Regions from separate parts of the Rattus norvegicus genome. Here region 1 is linked to region 2. A link is a contact called in public Hi-C data. All regions are on one chromosome and are shown on one strand. Each heading gives the region's core, a stretch centred on a gene start, on an enhancer-like site or on the middle of the called end of the contact. The rest is flanking DNA. Distances are from core to core; before and after follow the strand shown.

What was found. A called contact is a pair of places that touch in the nucleus more often than the background predicts.
Region 1: a contact with region 2 is called in a Hi-C map of mammary epithelial cells, with 2.8 times the contacts expected there. The contact joins two enhancer-like sites. A contact is called at or near these places in 6 of 12 Hi-C or Micro-C datasets (the A7r5 cell line, Schwann cells, kidney and 3 more).

Annotation. Positions count from the first base shown.
Region 1 is chr5:142,700,707-142,705,096 of GRCr8, forward strand. No RefSeq gene overlaps it. Among named protein-coding and RNA genes, the nearest start is that of Trnap-agg51, 9.8 kb to the right of the region's middle. Within about 2 kb of position 3,110, at least 2 of the 93 cell types and tissues checked have an H3K27ac peak or open chromatin away from gene starts, as enhancers often do.
Region 2 is chr5:142,656,268-142,660,638 of GRCr8, forward strand. No RefSeq gene overlaps it. Among named protein-coding and RNA genes, the nearest start is that of Zc3h12a, 12 kb to the right of the region's middle. Within about 2 kb of position 1,409, at least 34 of the 93 cell types and tissues checked have an H3K27ac peak or open chromatin away from gene starts, as enhancers often do.

The DNA.
Region 1 (4,390 bases), core at 1,860-4,359, 46 kb after region 2:
AGGATGTCCTTGAGGACAGTGATGGACCTGTCTTGGCCTTCTGTCCCCAGAAACTGATGCAGGCCCAGTGCCAGGAAGTTGATGAGACACTGGAGGGAAGGGAGAGGGGAAGAGGAGAAGGAAAATCGAGGGACAGGGGCTTATGCAGACCTCCACCAGCATCCAGGAACTCCTGTCCCATGCCTGTACCCACCCCAGCGTTCTGGGACCCCATCTGTACCTGTCACCCATGGGTGCTCCCTGTCTCCTGAAACTCAGCCGTCCCCTTGTCCAAATCCATTTTTCCACCAGACAAACGAGCTCTGGGCCCGCCTTCCCATTCAACCCGACAGGCTGGCTGTCAGCTGCTGTGGCATCTGCTCTTGTCAGAAAAATTAAGAAGGAAGCAAAAGATTCCACAGCCCCTGAGCTGCCGGTCGGGCAGAGACTCCAGGCTGACTTCCGCTGGGAAGGGACTGGGGAACCAGCCTGGGCCAGTGGGGACATAGATTCCCTACTGATTCAGCATGGAGCTGGAAGGCAGAACCCGCGTAACTTCTACATTTTTATACTAAGATTTCCATTGTGGCTACTTTTGAATTTTTGTTTATTTTGAATAATGTCACAATGATCATTAGGTTCAGGAGTCTTCTTCAAGATTCCCTTTAATATTCTTCCCAGCCTTTACTCTCTCTCTTGAAACATAATCTCACTCTTAGTCTATCTCAGTTGACTTAGAATAACCTTTAGGGTATTGGGACACAGATTCTTTTACTGTTACCATGTACACAGATTTGTCCTGAACTTGGCATTTACCTGATTCTAGCTACATAATTCTTGGATTACAGATGTTCATCTCCATGCTCAGTTTATGGTTTAATTTTCTCAGGTCTGTACTCAAAATGGAAAGGTGGATCATACAGAAGGTCTGTTGTAAGTGTTTGAGGAATTTTTGCATTGTTAGTCATCATGACTACCAACTACAACTCCCACCAACATTGCACAAAGCTTCTGCTTTCTCCTTTCTTGTCAGCACTTGTTATCTTCTGGTTTTGTTGTAGCCATCCTAAGGGGAATGTAGTACTATTATTGTATTTTTATATGCATTTCCATGATGACCTTATTTCTACCATTGGTTTATAAATTATATGTGTTTTGTCTTTTAAAAAGGAATTATTGACCAAGGAATTATAATATATGATTCAATTAGTCTTTGTCTAGTTTCATGAAGTGAAATGTTCTTGGATAGTATATGAATCTGTGTCCCAGTACCCTAAAGTTTATTCTGAGTCAACTGAGAATAAAAAGGGGGCATTAAATAGAATTAAAGAAATAATGATCAAAAATGTCCAATTTTGTTCAAAATATTTTTTGAAAACCTTTTGTATCTAAAACCCCAAGAATAACAAAAATAAATTAGGCTACTTCAGGCACACACACAAAAAAAAAAAAAAAAAAAGAGGGAAGGGCAGTTAACAGTATGGTTTCCTGAGCTAATCCCTGGGATGACCCTACTTTGGGTCTCACTGAACCTCTTTGGGCCTTGGTTTTCTAGACTGTAAAACAAAATAAGGATAATTCTGTGCGAGTGAAGTGAATTATTACTAGTGAAGTGCTCGGAACAAAATGTGTTCCTGGCATGTAGTGTGGTGGGTGCCCCTGGTAGTTTACTGGGGAACCCCTTGCCCCAGAGGTTGAGTATGAATGAGAAGTCCTGCCTTGGCTTGCACAGAGCCAGAGTAGTAGGGAGCCACTGCAGCAGGCTTGCTGCATTCTCCAGACCCCTGCTGACCCAGGCCTGTTCCCCCTGCTCTGGGGATTTCCAGCGAGGTCAGGGAGACTTGGTATAAGAAGTAGGTACTTCAGAAAGGAGAGGAGCATAAACATAGTGGCTGTGAAGAGGGCTTTATGGAAGGCTGGGGGAGGTCAAAATTGACAGGAGAGTGTAAGAGTGTGAAGTCTCCCCTACCTTTGTTTTAGAAAAATTCTTTTAAAAAAAGATTTATTTTATTTATATGAATACACTGTTGCTGTCTTCAGACACACCAGAAGAGGGCATCGGATCCCATTACAGGTGGTTGTGAGCCATCATGTGGTTGCTGGGAATTGAACTCAGGACCTCTAGAAGAACATCCAGTGCTTTTTTTTTTTTTTTTTTTGGTTCTTTTTTTCAGAGCTGGGGACCAAACCCAGGGCCTTAGCGCTTCCTAGGTAAGCACTCTACCACTGAGCTAAATCCCCAGCCCCACATCCAGTGCTCTTAATCCCTGAGCCATCTCTCCAGCTCATTTTTTTTGGGGGTGGGGAGATTTCTCTGTGTAGCCTGGCTAGAACTCACTATGTAGACCAGGCTGGTCTTGACTGAGACCCACCTGCCTCTGCCTCCCAAGTGCTGGGATTAAAGGCGTGCACCATCACTGCCCAGTTTAATTTTTGTTTTGCAAGGCAGGATCTGTCTTGGAATTCATTGTGTAGATCAAGCTGGCCTTGGATTCACAGAGGTCCGCCTGTCCCTGCTCCTGAGTGGGTCACCAGGCTAGACCTAGACCTTTGTTTTGAAGACAGAGTTTTCTTACGTAGCTCTAGGGGACTTGGAACTCACTAGGTAGCCTTCCTTGGCTTCTTACTCTCTCCTTGATTCTTTGCTTGTCTCCTAAGTGCTGAGCTTGAGCTCTCATGCCTAATTGTCTCCTTGAAAAAAAAAATCTCCTTATGTTACCCAAGTTAGCCTCAAAATTCTTAGGCTCAAGTAATCCTCCTGTCTCAGCTCCCGAGTAGCTGAGCATGCTACCAAAGCTATACTAACGCTTTCTCTAAGAGACTCTAGCACCCAGTTTACAAGTCACGCAGCAGCAGAGCGCCGCAGGCTCCGTCCAGCAGGGGGCAGCCGCGGTGCGTGGATGTGTGCCGGCTTTGCTGCGCTGGTACCTAGGGAAGGGTCTAGGTACGAGGTGGGGAGATCAATACAGGGTGTTCAGGTTTCCAGGGCTGGAGCGCCACTGTCACATCTCACGATCAGTCCTGCCAGAGAGCAAGGACACCAGCAAGAGCAGGGGTCTTTAGTCCTGGAACAGTGTTAAAATCACTCCTGCAGTGCTAAAAAAATCTCTGGAGCCTGTGCCTACCTCAGTTTACTGTCAACCAGTGTCTGGGGGCGGGGCCCAGAAACCTCAATTACAACAGTCTCCTGACATACTAAGCAGATCGGGTCGTCAGGATTTGAGCTTGAATAAACACAGCCCTGGCTACCTTTTCCTTTCTGAGAGGGAAGTCCGGGGTGGATGACAGTCCTAGGAGTTGATTTGGTCACGGTTGGTTTGGAAGGTAAGAGTTGACAGAATTGTCAGTACACAACGGAAGTCCCTCTCCCACCCTTGGAGGGGGAAGTTCTCAGAGGGCAGGGAGAACACATGCGTTCTTGAGCATGCGTGAACAGGCATGCTTGAAGGTTCAGGGTGACTACGTGCTTGCACACACATTTCTCTGACCTGTACAGGTGCTACATATGCATGTTGGTACAGGAGAGTTATTAATACTCAGAGCTGCTAAACAACTCCTGGGCTCATAGGCACAGATGTGGGTGTGTGCGCACGTACACAGGCACACGCACACGAATGTGAAAACACACACACACACACACACACACACACAGAACTGCGCTTTTTCTCTGGCTCACATATCTTACAGTGTGTGGCTACCTCAGGGAGGGAAACCTGCATGCCCTGTATCTGTGGGTTTTTTTCCAAGCCTCTGCAGAGGCGAGCTTTGCTGTTTGAAAGTCTTTTCCTTTCTTCTCCCGTCCAGCCTGATCGATATGCCTCCCTGGTGCAGCCTCCCCACAGACCACACACAGGCGGGATCGGTGTGGACAGAGTCAAGTGTGGGCTTAGAAAAATCCACAACCTTCCAGGCACAATTCCTTCAGCCAGGCTCTAGGCTGGCAGCTGGCCCTGCTGGTAACAGCCTTCTCATAGCTGATGCAGCTGGCACCAGGCACTGGATACCCACCCAGCAGGCCAGGTTCACTATGTTGGAAAGGGCATGGGAAGCTACGTGGAGCTGGATAAGCACAGAGAACTCCTAGACAGACCAGTTCCGTTAGTGAAAATGGTGTGCATGCTTATTGGACTGAACGGTTGATGGCGTGGGCTGAATGTAACACAGGCGTTGGTTTATTCAGTTGCCTTTGAGATGAGAGTTCAGACCTGATGAAGAGTGAGCCGTCTTCATTGTCACCTGGGTGGGATGTGGAATCACATAGGAGGCACTTCTGGTTGTGTCTGGGAGAGCGTTTACTGAGTGGGGAAGACCTTCTTTGAATGTGGGCAGCAGTATACCACTGTCTTACTGCTCTTGTAGATGGCCTGGGTTCTTTCCTAGCACCCACACGGGACAGCCCAGAACAGCCTGT
Region 2 (4,371 bases), core at 159-2,658:
TATAAATAAATATTAGGTTGAACCGCAAGAAACTGCTGAGCGTGAAATGTGTTCCTCTATGAAGAAGTGACTGTTGTCATGGTTTAATGGCATCTGTTGGAAGTATGCGTAGTCCAAGTTTTTATTATTCACGTTAAGTAATCCACTGTAGGCTCCTGGTCAGAGGTCTCCCAGCTCCACTCCCCACCGCAGAAGCACTGTTTCCAGAGCTGGCAGGGAGCTGGCTGTGCCTCGCCTTACCTTTCTGAAGTGGCTTCTTAGTTTAGGAAATACCACAGAGCCAGTTCTTGGGCTGACAAGATAGCTCAGCAGGCGAAGGCATTGGCCGCTAAGCCTCACGATTGCAGTTTGGTCCCTAGGACCCACAGCACGAAAGCTGAGAAGCAACTCCCTGATAGGGTCTACCGTGCACACCTGTAATCCCAGCCAGCAAATGGGAGGCTGAGGCAGGAGGGGTTTTGCTATCTCAAGTTGTCCAAAACAGCAAAAACCAAAACAAATTCCAAAGAGATCGTTGCCTCCTGACTAAGATTCCACTGCCCTGTGCTAGTTTCTCTAGCCTGTGCCCTTACCGACGGTGTAGCCTTCTGAGGAAATCATTTTGCAGAAGAGGGCTGTGTCAGGTTTGCTGAGTCAAGAGGTCTATGTTTCTTAGGTGACCTGGAGTACCAGGCCCCCTCCAGGGCTGACACTAGTGATAAGATCCTGCGTCTTTCCCCACCTCCTGCCAAAACGACAGACTCGGTTCGTAAGTCTGTGAGATTATATTCTTTTTCTCCCTGATTATTCTTCCAGCCTGAAGGTGTGTATGTGTGAGTTGTGTGTACATGCTCGAGTGCATGTGTGTGCAACACGTATTGCTGAGGGTTGGAGCAGGGGATTGGTACACGTTGAACTCATACATACTCAACCAGTCAGCTGTACTTCCTGCCCAGGAGTGTGTCTTGGATAATTCATTGTCTGGACACTCAGAACTTCCTGCGAATGCCTCTGGAAATTCACTGCTTAGACAAAAATCGTACACTCGTGATCTAAGGACTCTGGGATACTTAGAGGGCAGTCCTGCACTGCATACTGAGTGAGACCCTGTCCAAAACAGAAGCCGAAAGGAGTTCCCCTCCTCTGTCGGTGTTTATATATTCTCCCAGACAGAGTCATAATTCTACAGCCCATTATTTCAAACCTCATGGAGTCATGCCTACCCTCACCCCCTGAAAGAAAGACATCAGTGGTTTAGAGTACTAGCGACTCCCAAGTGAGCAAGCCACTGGCTTCAGGCAGTAGTAGTACCAGGAGCTTCCAGAAGGTGGCAGCAGGATGCTGTGTGCTGGGTGAACTGCGAACTGGGGTGGCTAAGCCATTCCTCCCACGGAGTCTCTTTGCTGTTCCTTAAACTGGCAAGCAGTTTAGGATCGCCAGCTGCTGCCTTGAGAACAGCTTCAGAAGGCACACCCTAGGTTACAGGCTGGGCCTCCTCCCCCGCCAGGAACTGACTGGAAGGATTTACATGCCGTGGCTTAGGATAGCTTGGGCTTCCCTAATTACAGGGCCCTACTTCCTGCCTCTTTCAGCCAAGTCTCCCACACCCTTCCCATGAAGTAGGAGGCCCACAGGACAGGTTCTTGTCACCTAGTCTGCTGTGGGCCAGTGACAAGATGAGCCAGGAGGTGAAGCCTGGGATGAAGGTTCTGGGGTTCTTGGGCCAACTTCCTTCTGGCAGGACTCCCCAAGTTGTCTGCTCACTTTACCCAACTCCTTGAGATGGGTTAGGCTGTCCCTGGGGAAGGTGGGCAGAGAACCTTGGTAGTAGGGAAAAACGGAAGTAGGAAATGGAGCTTCAGAGATGGGCACTGGCCTTGCCCCCCACAACTGGCTACCCTAATCCCCTGAAAGACACCCACAGTTTGGGGGGCATTAGCACTCCAATTGGGCTTTGCACAGTATCTCTTTTGTTCTTAGTTAGGTACCAGGATCTCCAGGGACTGCCAGATAGTCCCATATCCTGAAGAAGTCTGATGAGGGCCGAGTGGAGAGTGACCCAGAGGGGGTGCGGGGGGCTTCACCCCATTCAGGCTAGCAGTACAGAGGTTTCCAGTCTCAGCCTACAAGCAAAGGCAGACCAGCCATTTTGGCTTCTGAGAAGGCTGGGGTCCCCCCACCCCCTCACAAGGGGTTAGTCTTGTGGAGCAGAACTTGCTGAAGCACCTAGAGGTCACTACCTGCTGGTGCTCGTGGGAGGGCAGGGTGGGAAGGCCCAGCTCAGCTCTCTGGGATCATTTCCCAACAGAGAATTTGCATACACACCAGTTTCCCCATCACCAGCTTGGCTCAAGTAACCAGGAAGAACTGGAGTGAGGAGCAGCCGGGGCAGCTACCTGGAATTTGATCCCTTGCAGCAAGACTAGTGGCTTGAGCTTTGGTCCCAGGAGTTACATTCTGTCCCTGCCACCCTCTCCCGTTAAGCTCACACGTGGATCTCTGTGGGTCGGGCAGCTGAAGCCCCAAGAGAAGGGCAGTGAGTAGTCAGGGCTGCCAGCTACTGAGTAGGGGCCTTGCGCACTACCTCTAGCTGCCACCGGTTAAGGCATTCTTTTATAATATCTGGAGAGGCGGGGCGTCTTTGTGTCCTCTTCACGGGTGGGAAGTCGAGGTTCCCCCTGTCCGAGCTGCCTTAGCCAGAGGACAAGGTGGTGAGAACTTTGGCGTTAACGCTGAAGCAAGTCACAGAGAAGCAGCAGCAACCTTGGCTTTGAGCCTCGCTGCCTGGGTAGCCCTGCCCGGAAGCGAGATTGAGAAACAGGCCTGGAGGCATGGCCCTGTGGCTGGCCAGTTCAGCTGAGCTGAGCTGTCAGGAAGCACGGGCACCAAGGCAGACATCAGAAGGCCCAAGCTGACCCTCGTCTCCCCAGAGCCCAGTCCTAGCTGGCACCTACTGTCTGAATCTGTAGCCCTCATTGGTTTCAATGAACCAGCAGGGCCAGGCCTTGCCTCCTAACATTACCCATAGCCAGCTGCCATAGGCCACTGCCTGTCTGTGGAGTCACTCCATTCTCACACCCATAGGACAGTCACAGATAACTCCAAGGCTGGCTAAGGAAGCCAGTGTGAGAGTTTCCCACTTCCCCCTTCTGGAGGATCCCTGAATCTCACAGTCCCAAAGTGCCACAGTATTGTACAGAGAGGGCCCTACGAGCAGGTGAGCACTGTAGTTGCTTCGATGGGAGGGCAAGCCCACTTCCCACTTCTGAGGGTCTTGAATCACTCTCATCTGGTGTCAGGGAGAATACCGAAAGCCCTGCTCCAGCCTGCCTTCCTCCGTGGGACCTTGGGCAAGTCACTCAGCAGTGCCAAGTAACTGATAATGAACTTGACTGTCCGGTATTTTAGCTTCCTATCCCATAAAGACAAACAGATGCCCACAAACGGCCTTTTAACCTGAGAATAAATACATCAGAGCGTTTGTGTGTCTAACCTGAGAATACATTGGAGCGTTTGTGTGTCTATGTGTTTTATTTTAAAATGTGTTTGAGACAGAGACTCACGCAGGCCAGTTTGGCCTGGACAACTTGCTTTGTAACCAAAGATGACCTTGAGCTTCTGGCCCTCCTGAATCTTCTTCCCAGATGCTGGGATGACAGGTCCAACACCAGGTGCTGAGTCTTGCACTCAGTGCACGATTGGCTACATTCCCAGAGCCCTGGACAATATAGTTCCGTTCTGAGTATAAGTAAGGCATCACTGTCTCTCCTTATGCTGATAAAAAGCTCCTGAGAAGGCTGGGAGAAACAAGCAGGGATAGATACCTTTAATGCCTGTGGGAGGGAGGCTTGCAGTTCACACATGCGCAAGGCTCCTGATCCCTACCTTAAAGCAGGAACTTCTGGAAGGGTGGGCAGGGAAGAGTTGGGTGGAACTGGTGGGGAGGATGCCTAGAGTAACATTTTCTCTCAGAGCCTCACAGCTGTTCTGGACTGGAGTAGTTTTTAAAACAGAAAATACACTCTCAGCTACACCAACCATTGGGTACAAACCAGAGGGATTGTTCAAAAGTAGGATTATTAAAGCTGTAATTTTCCCCCCTCTTCCTTGGTTGATATTTGCTTGGGAATTGTGTGACAGCCTAGCCTCTCATTGAAAATATGTAATACTCATGTTCACTTTTGAAGTTGGAGCTGGGAGGATGGAGGAAGGCATCATCTTGCCTGGGCTTGTCTAGGGCTGCTGAGCAGTTTGACGTGGTGGATGGGGTCAGCCCCGTGAGCCCACCTACAGGAGTCACGGTTATGGAAGCCTTTTAATGAGCAGTTCCTGTGTGGCGGTGGGAGGCAGGTCACATACCTAGCATGTATTATCTCACCGAACCCTCGTGAC